Regions from separate parts of the Zea mays genome. Here regions 2 and 3 are each linked to region 1. The links are chromatin contacts, called in public Hi-C maps. All regions are on one chromosome and are shown on one strand. The core of a region is the stretch at or near the end of the contact, and the rest is flanking DNA. Distances in the headings are between cores, read along the strand shown. Region 1 holds the start of LOC100282059. Region 2 has its middle 44 kb from the start of LOC100501573. Region 3 holds the start of LOC100280773.

Evidence for each region. A called contact is a pair of places that touch in the nucleus more often than the background predicts.
Region 2: a contact with region 1 is called in a Hi-C map of leaf, with 7 times the contacts expected there. The contact joins the enhancer-like site here to the promoter of LOC100282059 in region 1. A contact is called at or near these places in 4 of 25 Hi-C or Micro-C datasets (endosperm, leaf and tassel).
Region 3: a contact with region 1 is called in a Hi-C map of endosperm, with 7 times the contacts expected there. The contact joins the promoter of LOC100280773 here to the promoter of LOC100282059 in region 1. A contact is called at or near these places in 11 of 25 Hi-C or Micro-C datasets (bundle sheath, ear, endosperm and 4 more).

What each region holds. Positions count from the first base shown.
Region 1 is chr6:46,098,399-46,103,078 of Zm-B73-REFERENCE-NAM-5.0, forward strand. It overlaps LOC100282059, which reads right to left and starts at 2,208. Exons shown (of 2, transcript NM_001154972.2): 1 at 2,107-2,208; 2 at 1,508-1,963. The coding sequence starts at 2,174. The coding sequence ends at 1,780. It overlaps LOC103629248 (a long non-coding RNA gene), which reads right to left. Exons shown (of 2, transcript XR_554248.4): 2 at 3,519-3,970.
Region 2 is chr6:45,882,533-45,887,212 of Zm-B73-REFERENCE-NAM-5.0, forward strand. No RefSeq gene overlaps it. Among protein-coding and RNA genes, the nearest start is that of LOC100501573, 44 kb to the right of the region's middle. Within about 2 kb of position 1,914, at least 20 of the 20 cell types and tissues checked have an H3K27ac peak or open chromatin away from gene starts, as enhancers often do. A contact at or near this core is called in endosperm, leaf and tassel, where this site is marked.
Region 3 is chr6:46,297,287-46,301,966 of Zm-B73-REFERENCE-NAM-5.0, forward strand. It overlaps LOC100280773, which reads right to left and starts at 2,167. Exons shown (of 5, transcript NM_001153695.1): 1 at 2,117-2,167; 2 at 1,991-2,047; 3 at 1,802-1,876; 4 at 634-738; 5 at 152-523. The coding sequence starts at 2,008. The coding sequence ends at 407. It overlaps LOC100285427, which reads right to left. Exons shown (of 2, transcript NM_001158320.1): 2 at 2,560-4,680. The coding sequence ends at 2,751.

The DNA.
Region 1 (4,680 bases), core at 958-3,457:
CTCTTGCTAAGATGCACCTAAAAAAGTACTTCGTATCACGCCTCTACTTAGGATCAAACAATATCTCATGCTGATTAAAAAGAAACTTCACCTCAAATATTGTATTTATTTCTATATATTTATTTTCAGATTGCTACAACTGTGTGTTTGGTCGTCGGCAAAGCGAGCCAGTCGCCCTTGATGTGAAGGGAGGAGAGAGAAGGCAGCAGGGTGAGCTGGAGCCGTGGAGGAGCTGAAGTCACAGTGCAGTTGTAGCTTTGTGGCCACCGGATATGCTATTCAACAGGAGCACTGGAAAGTGGGCACGGAGAACTGTGATGGGGACAGGAGCGTGCCGGCGAGCCCCCTCCCCTGTAGCGAGACGCTGGTGAAGGCACCAAGGGTGTCGCACGCGGCATCCTCGAATCCTCCAGACGGCGCCAGCATGCCGGTGTTGCTACCAGGCGCCCATAACGAGAGCAGGCAGCCCGTCAGGTGCAACAGGGTCCGCAGGGGCAGCGGCGCGCACAGGTGGCTGTTGTCCGCCGCGCAGGCCTCATCCAGGCACATGGCGTAGAGGAGTAGAAGGAAGCGAAGGCGACGAGACGGTTCTTCGTTTGGAGGCGGCTGGGCCTGGGCCTAGAAAGACCGACGCTTCGAGAAAGGGAGTTCGGTTGCGGCCTGTGGCCATTCAAATTGCATTGGACGCACCAAGTTTTTTGTGACGACGTGGACGCACGGGAGCACACGTTTACGTCGCGCTTTGTATATAAGGAAAGGAATACACCAGCACATCACATATGCTTAGACACGATTAGACTGCATGTTCATTTCAGAATCAAGTAACTTTTATTTTCCATCATATATTTCGCTTTAACTTTTTCTTTCTGTCTATTCTTTAGGTTCATTCAATTAAAATCACATTAAGAGCTCTCTCACTCTCTCTCTCGCCGAAAAATATTTCCAAGCACATTAAGATACTCATACATTTGTTCTTTTTGGGCTAGTTAGATATCACTACAGGGCTTTGCTGTGTTTTTTTTTATTTTGTAGGTTAATGAAATAATCAATTTAAAAACTAAAAAAAATAACTGTTCAAATTTATTTAAGAAATTGCGTTCTAGTAGGGAAATTGCCGTAGCATTGCCCATTACTATTCCATTATTTCCTTTATAAAGATATCGATATTCTGTTATCTAAAGGGGCGAAGAGAAAAACCCATAACAGTAGCCGGAACTGTAGCTGGTCATGTCGATGCTTCGAATTTCAGGGTACTCTGCATTATGCAACGATCGTTTCAGAGTCTAACTGTGCTGTCCAAGTGGATCAAGGTACTTAGATACTCTCTCTCTCTCTCTCTCTCTTGGCTCAGTTACTTAGATATCATGAGGTTCTCAGGTTTTCTAGCACTGCAAAGATGTTATCAGTTTTTCACCTCAACAGAGTGAGATGCAGAACTGAAGCAAGCAGTGACGCTGACGCATGGGGCCGTCAGAGAGACACACCACAGACAGACACATGTAGATGTAGTAATAACGCAGAAAAACACGCATATAGATCTAATATTAAATCCGGCACGAGACGGACAGGATCGACGGAGGCGGCATCGCCGTCGTGAAGCCGCGAGGACGTTCAGACGAACCCCAGGACCAGGAGACGCAGGCGAGGAGCGAGCGACCATGGATAATGGCGGGTGCAGTTGACAGGATCTTATTTACTGGACGCCGCTATTATATTTATACGCCTCGTCGTCGTCCTCCTCCTCTCGACTCTCGTGCGCCATCGCCGGGCCGGGCCAGCTCAGTTGCAGCTGCAGCAGGAGCAGCCGCAGCTGGTGCCGCACTTGCAGGTGTTGCAGTCGCAGCCGCCGCCCTCGGTGGCCGCCTCGAAGCCGCCGGCGCTGGCCTTGGTGGTCGGCGCGGCGAGGACCGTGGTCTTGACGCTGCTGGTGGCGGCGGTCTCCACGTCAGGGTACATACCGCAGCTGCATGCATATGACCGGATGGATCACTCATATAATCACATGTACACGTTCAGACGCCGCACACACACCAACACCATCATGCGTCGTCTACATACTCGAGCGTCTCTACTCAATTAACACGATGTGAGATTATCTATTATTACCCGTTGCATCCGCTGCCGCAGGAGCAGCTGGAGCCGCACCCGCACTTGCCGCCGCAGCAAGACGACATGATCACAGGCGAAGGGAGGAGGTGTGGTTCTTGCTTGTGCTGCTGCCTTGTTGCTTTTGCTTGTGATGAGAGGATGGCAGGGTGGGGAGAGGGGTATAAATAGGCGGGGGTGACGAATCGGAGTGGAGTGAACGGCGCACGGCAGCCGGTGGCCGGAAAGAATGGATGCGGGCGGGCGAGCCAGGGACCACCCCCCACGGCCCGACCTGCTCTGCTTTGGGAGCAGGAATACGGATAGAGTAGAGAGACACGAGCCTCTCTTTCCCTGATCTTTTTGGTTTTTTTTTGGAGGCAGAGCCAGAGGTAGGACCGTAGGAGCAAGGGGGAAAAGAGAATCTTGCTGCAGTATTTTCACTCTAATTAACTAGTCATTTTTAAAAAAAAATCAAGTTACGGAAGTTCTTTTTAACAAAAAAAACTAGTTTCATGTTTGCATCTCTAGTAGCCTAGTAGGTGGTTTCCATCACATATTTTATCGGTTTGGGTGTGCACAATCCACTATCCTATCTAGGACTAAGGTTGTCTCCATCAATGTCCTCTATATCTATCTTCGATATTCATTTTTTACAGTATGCTTTAAAAGATTTTATTCTCTATATATCCTTCATATACAACATTCTCTAAATCACGTTATCTATATTCAAATACCTATATTAAAGATATTTTTTATTTTTATTTTTTGTACATATGTATTTGTCATACTCTCAGATGTATTATATATATTTTAGTTTTGCTAAACCGGTTATTTAAAGTATTCAAATGGATAGAGGACCGTTTAGGGAAACTCTATATATAGAGAATCCAACAACGTCTTTTAAATTTAGATGACTGTTTAGAAGACATTGCTGAAAAGCGTATATGACTGTTTGATCCTCTAAATTTAGGATAGAGCACCCTTGTTGGAGCCCGTCTAAGAATTCAGAGGTAGGCTTCAGATATATGTCATAATATATGTATGTTAAACCGGTACCATGGCCAAAAACTCTGCATCTGTGCTCTCTGTTCCTACTGGTGATGGTCACCCAGCAGAGAGACGAGAGGTTGCAGCACCTGCTGCTAGAAGAAGAATGCCATAGTGCCATGGATCGATGCCATGCTCTCGTAGAAGTTTACTGCGCCATTCTCTGCCAGTGCCGTCACTGTCGTATGCAGGTTGCCGAATCAGAATCTTTCCACGTCGTCGGGCGACGATTAGATTGCATAAAAGATCGGACCGACATCAGATCAGTGATCATGGACGCGGCCGGCGTTCGTTAATACTCCCTCTATAGCAAATTAGTAATCGTTTTAGTAGGTCTTTTTATGTCTATATTAAAAATAAATAATATTAAATCTAGACACATATACAAAACATACATATTAATTATTGAACGAATTTGTTAAAAGTCTTATATGACTTCTATTGTGGAACGGAGGGAGTAAACAGTGTAATCTATCGTACAAATTCGCTATTTTACACGATCTGCCGCGGACAGCCTAAGGCTGACTCAAGCAACTCCAAACATGACTGCGGATACGCAAAAAGGTATAAGGAAAAACTATTATTTACTAGTCCAGCATATCACGGATGTGATTGCGTAAAATGTTAGACCTTGTCTCTCATTGCGGATATTCACTGGTACACATCTCTTCCGCAAATCATTGTTTTCAGTCGTTGCCTCCTTTTCCCCTTCCAGTCGAACCCTAGGACCGCCACCAAAATTCAACCTCGTAGACGCGGCTTCGCCATCAACCATTCGCTCCGCCTTCTAGGATGGGCGGAGCAGCTCTGAAGCGCCACCGAGAGAGTTCAGAGGCTAGACGTTCGAAAAAGAGAAGCACCCCATCAGATTTGGGGAAGGACTCGACTTTCGTTAATACTCCCCCTCTACCAAATTAGTAGTCGTTTTAGATCATATTTTTTATGTCTATATTAAAAATAAATGATAATAAATTTAGACACATATACAAAACACATACATCAATTATTGAACGAATTTGTTGAAAGTCTAATACGACTTTTTGTGGAACAGAGGAGTAATAGTCTCTCTCCAACACCTATCTTATCACATGTAACACCACTGGTGTTACATTAACTAAAACTCTGATATGTCATCATAAACATTTGTATTAACTTGCTTACACTTAGAGTGCATTTACTAGGGTAAATGTTTTCTAAAGTGTGATGGTTTTGAGCTAAAGCATAGGACTTAGGGTAAGAGTTTTGCTTGAACTAAGTAGGTGATGGTCATCTCTTAAGAAAGTGACAAGATGGCTTGGAGTCTTAAGTACTAAAGACAAGTTTTAGAACCTAGATTAACTTTACTTTGAAGTGTTAGTCAAGTGGAAGAAACACTTGAGGTGGTGGATCAACTTTAAAACCTAAGTCGAGACAAAGTGAAATATTGTATAACCAAAGCAAACAACTGCTCAACTAATGACACTTTGGACACGAGCTCTATAAACCAAAGTTAGATCTTAGGTCAAAGAATACCTTTGCTTTTTGGAGGAAGGATCAAATTGGTAT
Region 2 (4,680 bases), core at 664-3,163, 220 kb before region 1:
GGTGGTTCAGGAGGAGCCGCCTAACACTGAGGAGTTCGATCTGATCTAGGTGGCGTGTCTCGGTCGACATTGGCGCCGGCGATCCTTAGTTCGTTTTATGTTTATTCTTTTATTTTGTAATAAGTCTTCCGCTATGTAATAAATACTCTGATGTTTTATGACATTTATCTCTATACACTCTGTTATTGTATATGTTGTCTTCTTGGCGCATGTATGAGATGCACCTGGCTTCTCAGAACAGTTGTTTGGAGGTGGCTGGCACTTTCTAGAGTATGACTCGGACGAAGGTCGAGTCGTTGGATCCCGGTAGAAGTCTTCAATTATGGCTGCCTCAAGGACTTCGGGGATGCGGTTCCTCATTGTTTGAAATCTATTGAGGAACGACCGGAGGGTCTCATCATTCTGGCGCCTGATGGATTTGAGGTCCCATGGCTGCGTCGGCTTATTGGAGAGAGACCGGAAATTGGCAATGAAGCGACGACTGAAGTCGCTCCAATCGTCGATGCAGTGTCGAGGTAGATGTCGGAGCCACTGTAGCGCGTCTTGCCCTAGGACAATGGGCAAGTACGCCATCATGACGTCCTCCATTGCCCCAGCTACCCGAGCGGCAGTCGTGTAGACGGCCAACCAGCCACCCAGGTCTTGCTTAGGCTCATACTTGTCGACGTTAGAGACCTTGAAGTTGGGAGGCCATTGGATGGTTCGAAGACACAGAGTGAGTGTGGAGACTCCGTATGCGTCTTCATGTCGGTGTTCATGTCGTCGGTTCTGAGGAGGGCAGTCAGTAGCTGGTCGTCTCGACCGTCCCTAGAACGACCCACTGGTTGAGCCTGCCGCTGACTCAACTCGGGTGGCACAACTCCGTGCTGGTATGCCGTGATCCCGGTCGTACTCCTCCCGGTGCCTTATCTCATTTTCATGTCGTCGGTCGCGCGAGGCGTTGATGGAGCTTCGTGCATCTCGTCGGCTGTTGATGGCATGACGCAGGTCGTTCACGGGATGAGCGAGGGGTAGAAGGTGATTAGCTGCCTGAGTAAGCAGCCACCGGTAGCCGTCCGCGTCTGGGGTTCGCGGGAGACCGTCAGCCATCTGTGCAAGTACTCCTCTGACTTCACTTGGTGTGTTTAGTGCTCGAGCAAAATTGGGGTACAGGTTCCGAGCGAGGAGAGGGTTCTCTCGCCGTAGCCTGGCGTCCTGCTCGGCTAGCTCTCGCTCCTGGTCTTGAGCTTGTCGGTGATCGCGGCAGCGAGAGTTGCGCCTTTCTCGATGTACTCATTCGTCGGGAGTTTCTCCCACTTCTGAGGCTTCGTCTCGGGATATGGGCTACGTCGGATCCCGTTCCCCGGCTTGTAATACTCAAAAGTGTAATAAAGTGGATAGGGATAATCTCAATAGTTTGTGGCCTCTACTATTCATTACATGTGATCAACACTGGTTAAAAGTGGATAATTAGAACAAAGAACACATAAATACAGTAAAAAATACAGTAAAGAACACATCAACACTTGTGCATCATGCTGGATCTTACTTTGTGTGCATTTTGTGATGATATAAAAATACAGTAAAAAATAATTATTATTATTATGTTAATGCCCCAATGGGAAATTAAATCCTAAAAGAAATTCAAGAATTTATAAAAAAAGGAGAAGAAGAGAAATTACTATGTGGATAAAAATAAGTATAAAAAAATATATATATTCTTACACAGAATTGAGTTTGTACATTTGACTCAAATGTGAAGTTCATAACAAGATTCAAAATTCAAATTAGAAATTCAAATGAAAAGAAAATGAATCAAAAAGGAAAAAAAGAAGAAAAAAAAAGAAAAGAAGAAAGCCATGCGCCTGGGCCGCCACTGCTCATTTTCGGCCCACTTCATTAACCCGCCGCGTGGCCCGATTACCCCCACGCCCGCGCGCGCAGTCACCCTACCGGGTCCTTCGCTGACCAGCGGGGCCCAATCGTCATCTTCTTCCCCCACTTACTCGACGGCTCGACGCAGACCCAATCTCAACAGAAATCGCCGCATGACTCGGATCCCGCTACTGCTTCCCTGGCCGTGCGGCTGTAGCGCTACTGACGGGCAGGCCCGCTGACCAACCTTCCCATCGCGCACGGACTTCTTTCGCACGCCTAGCGAGTGGAGCGCGGATTGGTCATCGGGTGAGATCCGCTGCAAGCTCGTCTTCATCCTCTCGTGATTACCGTGGACTCCGCGCAACAGAAATCCAAGCATCGCGGCCTAGCAAATCCCATCAGAGTTCGATTCCAACCTGCATATAATTGTGCCCTCATACTACCGCACCCAGATGCATAGGACGTTCGGGTCTTCGCGTGCGCCAGGGAGACATCTACCGCCATGAAACAGAGAGACCGAAGGAGGAAGAATTGTTGTTCCTGTTTCTTGGGATTCTTCTACTATTCAGGCGTTCATCCCTCTTTCTCTCGTGGCGACGAAGACGACCGACGCCGACGCCCTGCGCCTGGTGCCAGGTTCCGTCGGGTCTTCGCCGGCGATGGACATCCACCATGGCCGACTGGCGAGAGAGAGAAAGGCAACAAGAGCGAGAGAACGGGTGTGTTGCCATCGGGAGGGAGTTCAACGGAGCCGTGCACTGGACGTCCAAGACTTCCCTGTGCGTGCGGTGTAGAGCAGACCTGGCCTCCTCGCCGGGCGTGAAGACTGCGCGAACGCCGTCGAGTCGTGGACCTGGGCGTGCTTCAAAGAGCGCCGCGGTTTGGCCTTGCCATCTTGATCGACCGGTAAAATTCTTTCCACCCTGTTCGCATTAACACCCCCTCCGCGTAGCACTCTTCAGATCCGGGTTTTGGGAACCAGAGAGGGAAACTATGCATCTCCGGCGAACTTCATTGTCGTGAGCTTGGCAGCGCCGCCGCGCGTGGGCTGCTTGATGGGGTTGTAGCTGGAGAAAGGAACAGTGGCTGTCGGATAGGCGATGGATGGACGAGATTATGGCATCGTATACCCCTTCGCGCGATCGGATTTGGGCCGTAGATGCGGAATCGGGCCGTTCTGATTTGGTTAGGGCGTGGCAAGTCATCGACCGTTGATCCCATATCCAATGGACCTAGTTGCATACAGATTCGTTATATTTGAGATCTAACCCTAGCCCTTGATTTTTAATCCAACGGCTCAGAACTACAGATACCCTTTCGGCCTGGAAGACTTGCATAAGAGCCACTCTGCTTTTCTAGAATAAACCCGCAGTCCACGTAACAGTATTGTGTAACTTAGGAAAATGTTCACTGAAGCCCCTGTCTTTTCTAGTAATTGAGGCCCAGTCCAGAACCCATTTAATTTGAATAAATGAAATAGAAAATGGATTTTAATATGAAAATAACTACTAGAACTTAATAAATTCATAGAAAATTCATACTTGCTCCAAATTAATCCATTCCACTTTCTAAAATTTTGTAATTTTATTCTCTATCACTTAGAGTCTCTGTTTTGTCATGACAATAGTAAGTAAAATAATTTCTCACTTAATCCTATTTCAACCACATAAAACCTTTGGAAATTCATATCTTAAAATCTGTAACTCCAAAAATTATGATTTTTGTTCCTAGGATTCTATTTTAATATGTAGATTATTATTGTGTATTTTGTTTACATGTTTGGTGTGATGTTAATTTTCTCTATATATTGTGCTTGTTTGTATTGTGGCGAGTAGAAGAGCCTGTGACAGAGGATCCTGGGGTTCAGCTGGTAGAGACTGCTGAGCAGGAGCTCATTGAAGGCAAGTTGTGCCCTTGATCACTTCTTTTACCCATTCATGTTCTTATTAATCATAATGATCTGCATAGGTTAATTTTGCTAGGACCCAATAGGTTACCCTAGATTTGACTATCTTTATACCTTGTTTCACCACTAGTTTTACTACTAAATTTTTGGGTAGTACATGCTATTGCTTTATGTGGATTTGGGTATAGAGATATTTATTACTCATGATTACACTTTTTATTATATGTTCATTATTTACTGTTCATGATAAGATCATTATGTTAATGGGAACATGGAGAACCACCTGGGAAAACAGTGCTACCACATGGGTTTAATGGGACGCCCTTGGCTGATTAACTAGGAAAGCTAGTGGATGACTACCTTACCCGAAAGGGGCAAGGGAAGTAGGGGAGTGGTCAGTGTAGGGAGGTCCTTGGGTTGATTTTGCTGCGATGGCGGTCAGGTGAGGGATTCCTGCACTGGAGCTTCCTATAAATTGTAGCGGGTTTTCTGAAGCTAGTGGAACTTTGTAAAGGCCTCGTAGTGGTACCCTGCCTCGCTTCCTTGGTAGAGGTGTATGGGGTCTGATCAACTCCATGGCAAATGGGTAACACGACTTGTGGGTAAAGATGTGCAACCTCTGCAGAGTGTAAAACTGGTATACTAGCCGTGCTCACGGTCATGAGCGGCTCGGACACTCACATGATTAATTTATGGAACTTAAATTTAATTTGATATTTGCATCGCATTTGGGATTATTTTACTATTAGTTTTCTTTATTATTATTAAGGTTTGGTATTTACTTACACTTAGTAACTGCTAATAAGATTTTGACCAACTTATAAAAGCAACGCTCGGCTTTAGCCTTTATTTCATTGATCAGTCTTACACTTCATGAACTCCCACCTTTGGTGAGTTCATGCCACATTATTCCCCAC
Region 3 (4,680 bases), core at 917-3,416, 200 kb after region 1:
TTTTATTTTTAAACTAAACGGCGACAAATAAAAAAGAACAGAGGGAATATAATCCAACAACTAAATTTGTTGGATTATATAATCTAGGTAGATTATATAATCCCAAACAAACACCTCCATACACTATGCCATGCCATTCATACACTATGTATGCGATACACGGATCGGAACCGGTGATTCAAGCAGTGGGGTCTGTCGATACATCAAAGAAGCATCCTGTTCAAGTCTGCTACAAGAAGCAAAATCCAGCCCTAGCATCCTGCCTTAAGCTGAATCCCCCACCATCAACACACATAGCGAATTCTGCCGCGACTTACACTCCCATGCTTTGAGCATTTGGCATACACCTTACACCCAATAGCACAACGTACTGCTAGCAAACAGACTCTCTACGTGTACAGGGTACTCATTTCGGGTTCCTGAGGACGATGATGACCGAATCCCCGCGGAGGAACATCTTGCTTATGAACCTGTCCTTGTTCACCGGGAGAGCCTTCTTCTTGCCTTTACCGGTCTTCGGTACCTGTAACAGCGCGAGTCAAACAGGTGTTCAGAAACGGTTCGTGGACACGGCAAGTTCAAGCCAGGAGGGAGACTGGACAGAAGCTTAAGAGACCGTTCGGTTCGGCCTACCTCGGTCCACATCTCACGAACATTCTCAAGAACCATGTTGCAGTGCCGATCGAAGGCTCGCACGCGACCAAGCAACTTCTTGTTGTTCCGGCAGTTGATAAGAACCTAAGACATAAGAGACGATGTGTTATCAGAATAAGGAACAGTTAGTTGAAAAGCACCATCTATGCAACCTGAGACAGGCTGGCACAGGACACATAATATGTGATACGCGAGAGGAACAAAGATATAACGGTTAAGTAACAATGACACAGCGATCACAGTACAGCAAACGATGGTTTATGGTTAAGCGTGCACATATAAGATCGAATGGGTGCGGAAATATGGGCCATCGGGACATGATTGTCTGGTAGTTGGCAGCAACTAGGCAAGTAAATCAGTTGGTAAAAAAAATAGTAATGCTTGTTTTTGCTATTTATGAAAGAAATAAGGATGGATGACTATAAAATAGATAGTATAGACTATAGATACAGAAACCCAATAGTCTATATGACAGAGAGGTACTAGCATTATAGTCAAAACTGCCAAATTATGTTGCAATGCAATACTGACTGACTACCAAGGCCGCCAGCATTACCTCCATCCACCGAAGGTAAGAAACATGTGTGCATCACAGTTATTAAGGGGACAAGAATACAACACTGACTACAGACTAGTGCATCACTTCCACGTACCAAAATAGTATAAGAAACACAGCTGAGGGATATGTTTTAGTAAACAATTGGGAACCACAGCTAATAAACATGTCTTCGCTCAGAAGATTATTGGCCATTATGATTTGGTCAAGCAGGAGCTTCAGGCTGCTGCTGCTGCACAGAACTATACTTGTCTCAGGCTCTCAGACAATAAATGAGAAGGTTCAAATACAGCACAAATGATCATACTTGGATGAAGGATACACAAAAACTATGGCCAGATACAACCCTAACAATGGATCTAAGTTTCAGGACTACCAAGAGCAGGACCAGGAGGCAGCCAACTAAGGTTAACCATACTGACACAGCTGGACAGAAGGCACATTGCATTACTGCATAACTACAATTCATATCATAGTACCAGATTATACAACAAAAATACCAGCACATACATATTTTTCATAGTTGACCAGTAAGTCAATGTAGACAGACTGCAAAGAAGACACTGTATTTTCCAGAAGAAATCTGCCAACCTGGGTATTATTCTTGACGCTCATCATGAGCACCGAGAGAGGACCGGTGCTGAACTCCTCTTCCTCCTTTTTTATCTGTTTCGACAAAGGAAAAGAAAAGGCAAGGACCAAATCACAATTAATCCACAGCACCAGAAAGATGAGAGCAATATCCGGGGGAGGGAGGGAATGCAGTAATTTTCGGCTCACGTTGGTTTCTTCCGCCATGGGCGCCAATTGGAGCCGTCAATCTGCATACGGACGAAACTTTACCATCAGCAGGTTAAAAAAAATGGGTCGCCCGGAAGGATCTATACTCCGAAACCCGGAAATTACCTGGGTGGGCAGCGGCGAGACGGCGGCGGCGCGTCGAGAGGGATGAACTGTAGGGTTTTTCTGGAGGAAGACAAACTGGAAGCGATTTTACAGAGTGGCGCTGGGTTGGGCCCGGCCCAGTAGCATTTTGTTTCGGCCTTGTGCAGTTTCATGCCATAAATTGGCAGATGGGCCGTGATAGATTGGGCCCGGTTTAGAAACACATTTCTTGTTTCGGCCTTGTCCAGCTTCATTTTTAAAAAAGTTTATCCAGCTTCATTTTAAAAAAGTTTATCCAGCTTCATGGAATTGAAGTTTAGTATTATTTCGATTATCAAACAATGTTTGTACTGTTTCAACAAATCAATCATATATAGAGTCGCACAGTATGTTCTCCTGATAAATGATTTTCATTTAATTTACACCCACCATACAGTGAGTTATTCAGGGAGACAAACCACGAATTCAACAGAACTGACACGGCAACGAGGATTTATAAGACGAAAACATAAAGTACTGATACATAGTTCTAACTTCACACACAAACATAAAAAGGAATGGTTTGCATCTACTTCACATGGACGCAGCGATGCCATTCAGGACAGGCATCTAAGCAAAACCAACATCACGACTGACTCGACAGAGATAATGACTTTCAGTAGTTGGTAGCCCCAACATAGGGCTGCTGCCTACCATAACCGCCTGAGGGAGCGCCGCCGCTCCGATACTGCTGCTGCTGCTGGGGAGCAGGAGCCAGTAGTGGACAAGAGTTGGCAAAGTGTCCAGGCTGATTGCATTTGAAGCACAGTCCATTGCGAGGCTGCGAAGTACCGTAGGAGCTTGCTGCGCTTGCAGCCGCCTGCTGCCTGTATGTTCCTGCAGGGCAGTTCTGCACGTTGTGCCCACTTGACCCGCAGGACACGCAGGTCTGCTGCACATTCCGTGCCGCCGACACTGGAGTGGTCACCCCGGTGTACGTGCTTTCCTGCTGCGCGAGCTGGTTTGCAGACTCGCCATACCTTGGACCACTCAAATTGGTGGTGTAGGCACTGTTGGAGGTTGGCACACTTCGTCCAGCGCCAGTGTTGCTGATACCAGCATTGTAGGCCATGGCACCTTGCGCCCCAGAAGGTGAGCCAGTGTCATCCTGCAACAGGCCATTGATTACCCCTAGAAGGTAAGAACTCTCTATTGCCGGATCCAGCTTCTCTGCTTTAGTAATGTTGCACTTGACTTGCGGCGCATCATTATAGATCTCCTCCTTGACTTTCAGCGTGAACAGAAACTGCTGCCAACGAGCCGCCTGCAAGATCTCTGCAAATCGTTCCGAGTCTTCTACACTAATGTTGTTGAGCTCGTGGCCACTGTGGCCAATCATCACCTTAGCAGCATCTTCGAATGCAGTAAAATTGGTGACCCCACTGTGGTCCTGGATCTGGCCATTCAGCACGTATCTGTACTCACAATTTGGTAAGCTCTGGTCGCATTTGTCACAACGCCATGTCCCATCACCATTATCTGTTACCTTTTTGTTGCACATCCTACCATTCACGTCAATGGTGCAAGCAGGATAACAAAAATTATCTGCTATCAGATGTGAAATTGCAGCTTTAACAGTGATAAAGTCTGGCTTCTCTAACTGCCCCAGATTTTCATCCTTGATCTGAGCGATTGATTTCCGGACACAAGTACCACCCATACTTACCACTGACAGAGAAACACAAGCAGCTGTCTTTCCTCCAGTTGCGTACCAGCGCCGCAGACTCTCAGCCTCAGGAATTTCTGGGTCTATTTTTAACTGAGTTGAGCCAGCTGAGGACACAGATCTACCACTGTAGTCAGTAACGCGGGCACCTTTCAAAGCTAGAACAGGATTCAAACCAGAATCGCACAGCGACTGCAGCTGGTTGCCTTCAGCAACACACAACTTCCCCCATAAGGTAAGTTGTACACTTCGACCAGACATGTCTTTCAGTTCAAGTGTTCTTCTCTGGGTTTCCACGCCATCCTTTCGGATAAACGTGACAGAAGGGCCAACTGATGTGACAATTCCAATCAAGTCCAAAATAGCATCTTTCTCAATGTTCTCAATTTCACTTATCTTCCGGAAATTATACTGCTGCCTAGGGATGTTGCTATCATCATCAGCACAAACTTCAATAGATGTTCTGGAATCCAGACTTATCTCATACTCGTGATTCAAGGAGTTAAACTTCTTCTGTGCTGGTTTCAACGACCCTTTAGATATCAGGTACACCTTATCAACCTCAATGAGGTTAAAAAACTGATCAGCCTGCGTATTGAAGCATGTTGCACGGATTTCTCCACGCTGTTCATCAAGGAGATCAAAGGAAAAGACTTTTCCAGCACCTCTAGCATTGTTGTAGAACCTGAGATCAGTCTTTGCAGTTACCCTGACCTTGATTGTCCATTTATCTAGATAAGGGTTCAATTGAGCCAATGGGACAAGACGATATGCATCGTTCTTAGACACAGGAGTTCTATTCATATGCCCTGGAGGCGGTTGCTGATAAAACGACTGTGCAGGTTGTCCATATGTATTCCCAGGAGCACCACTGCCACCA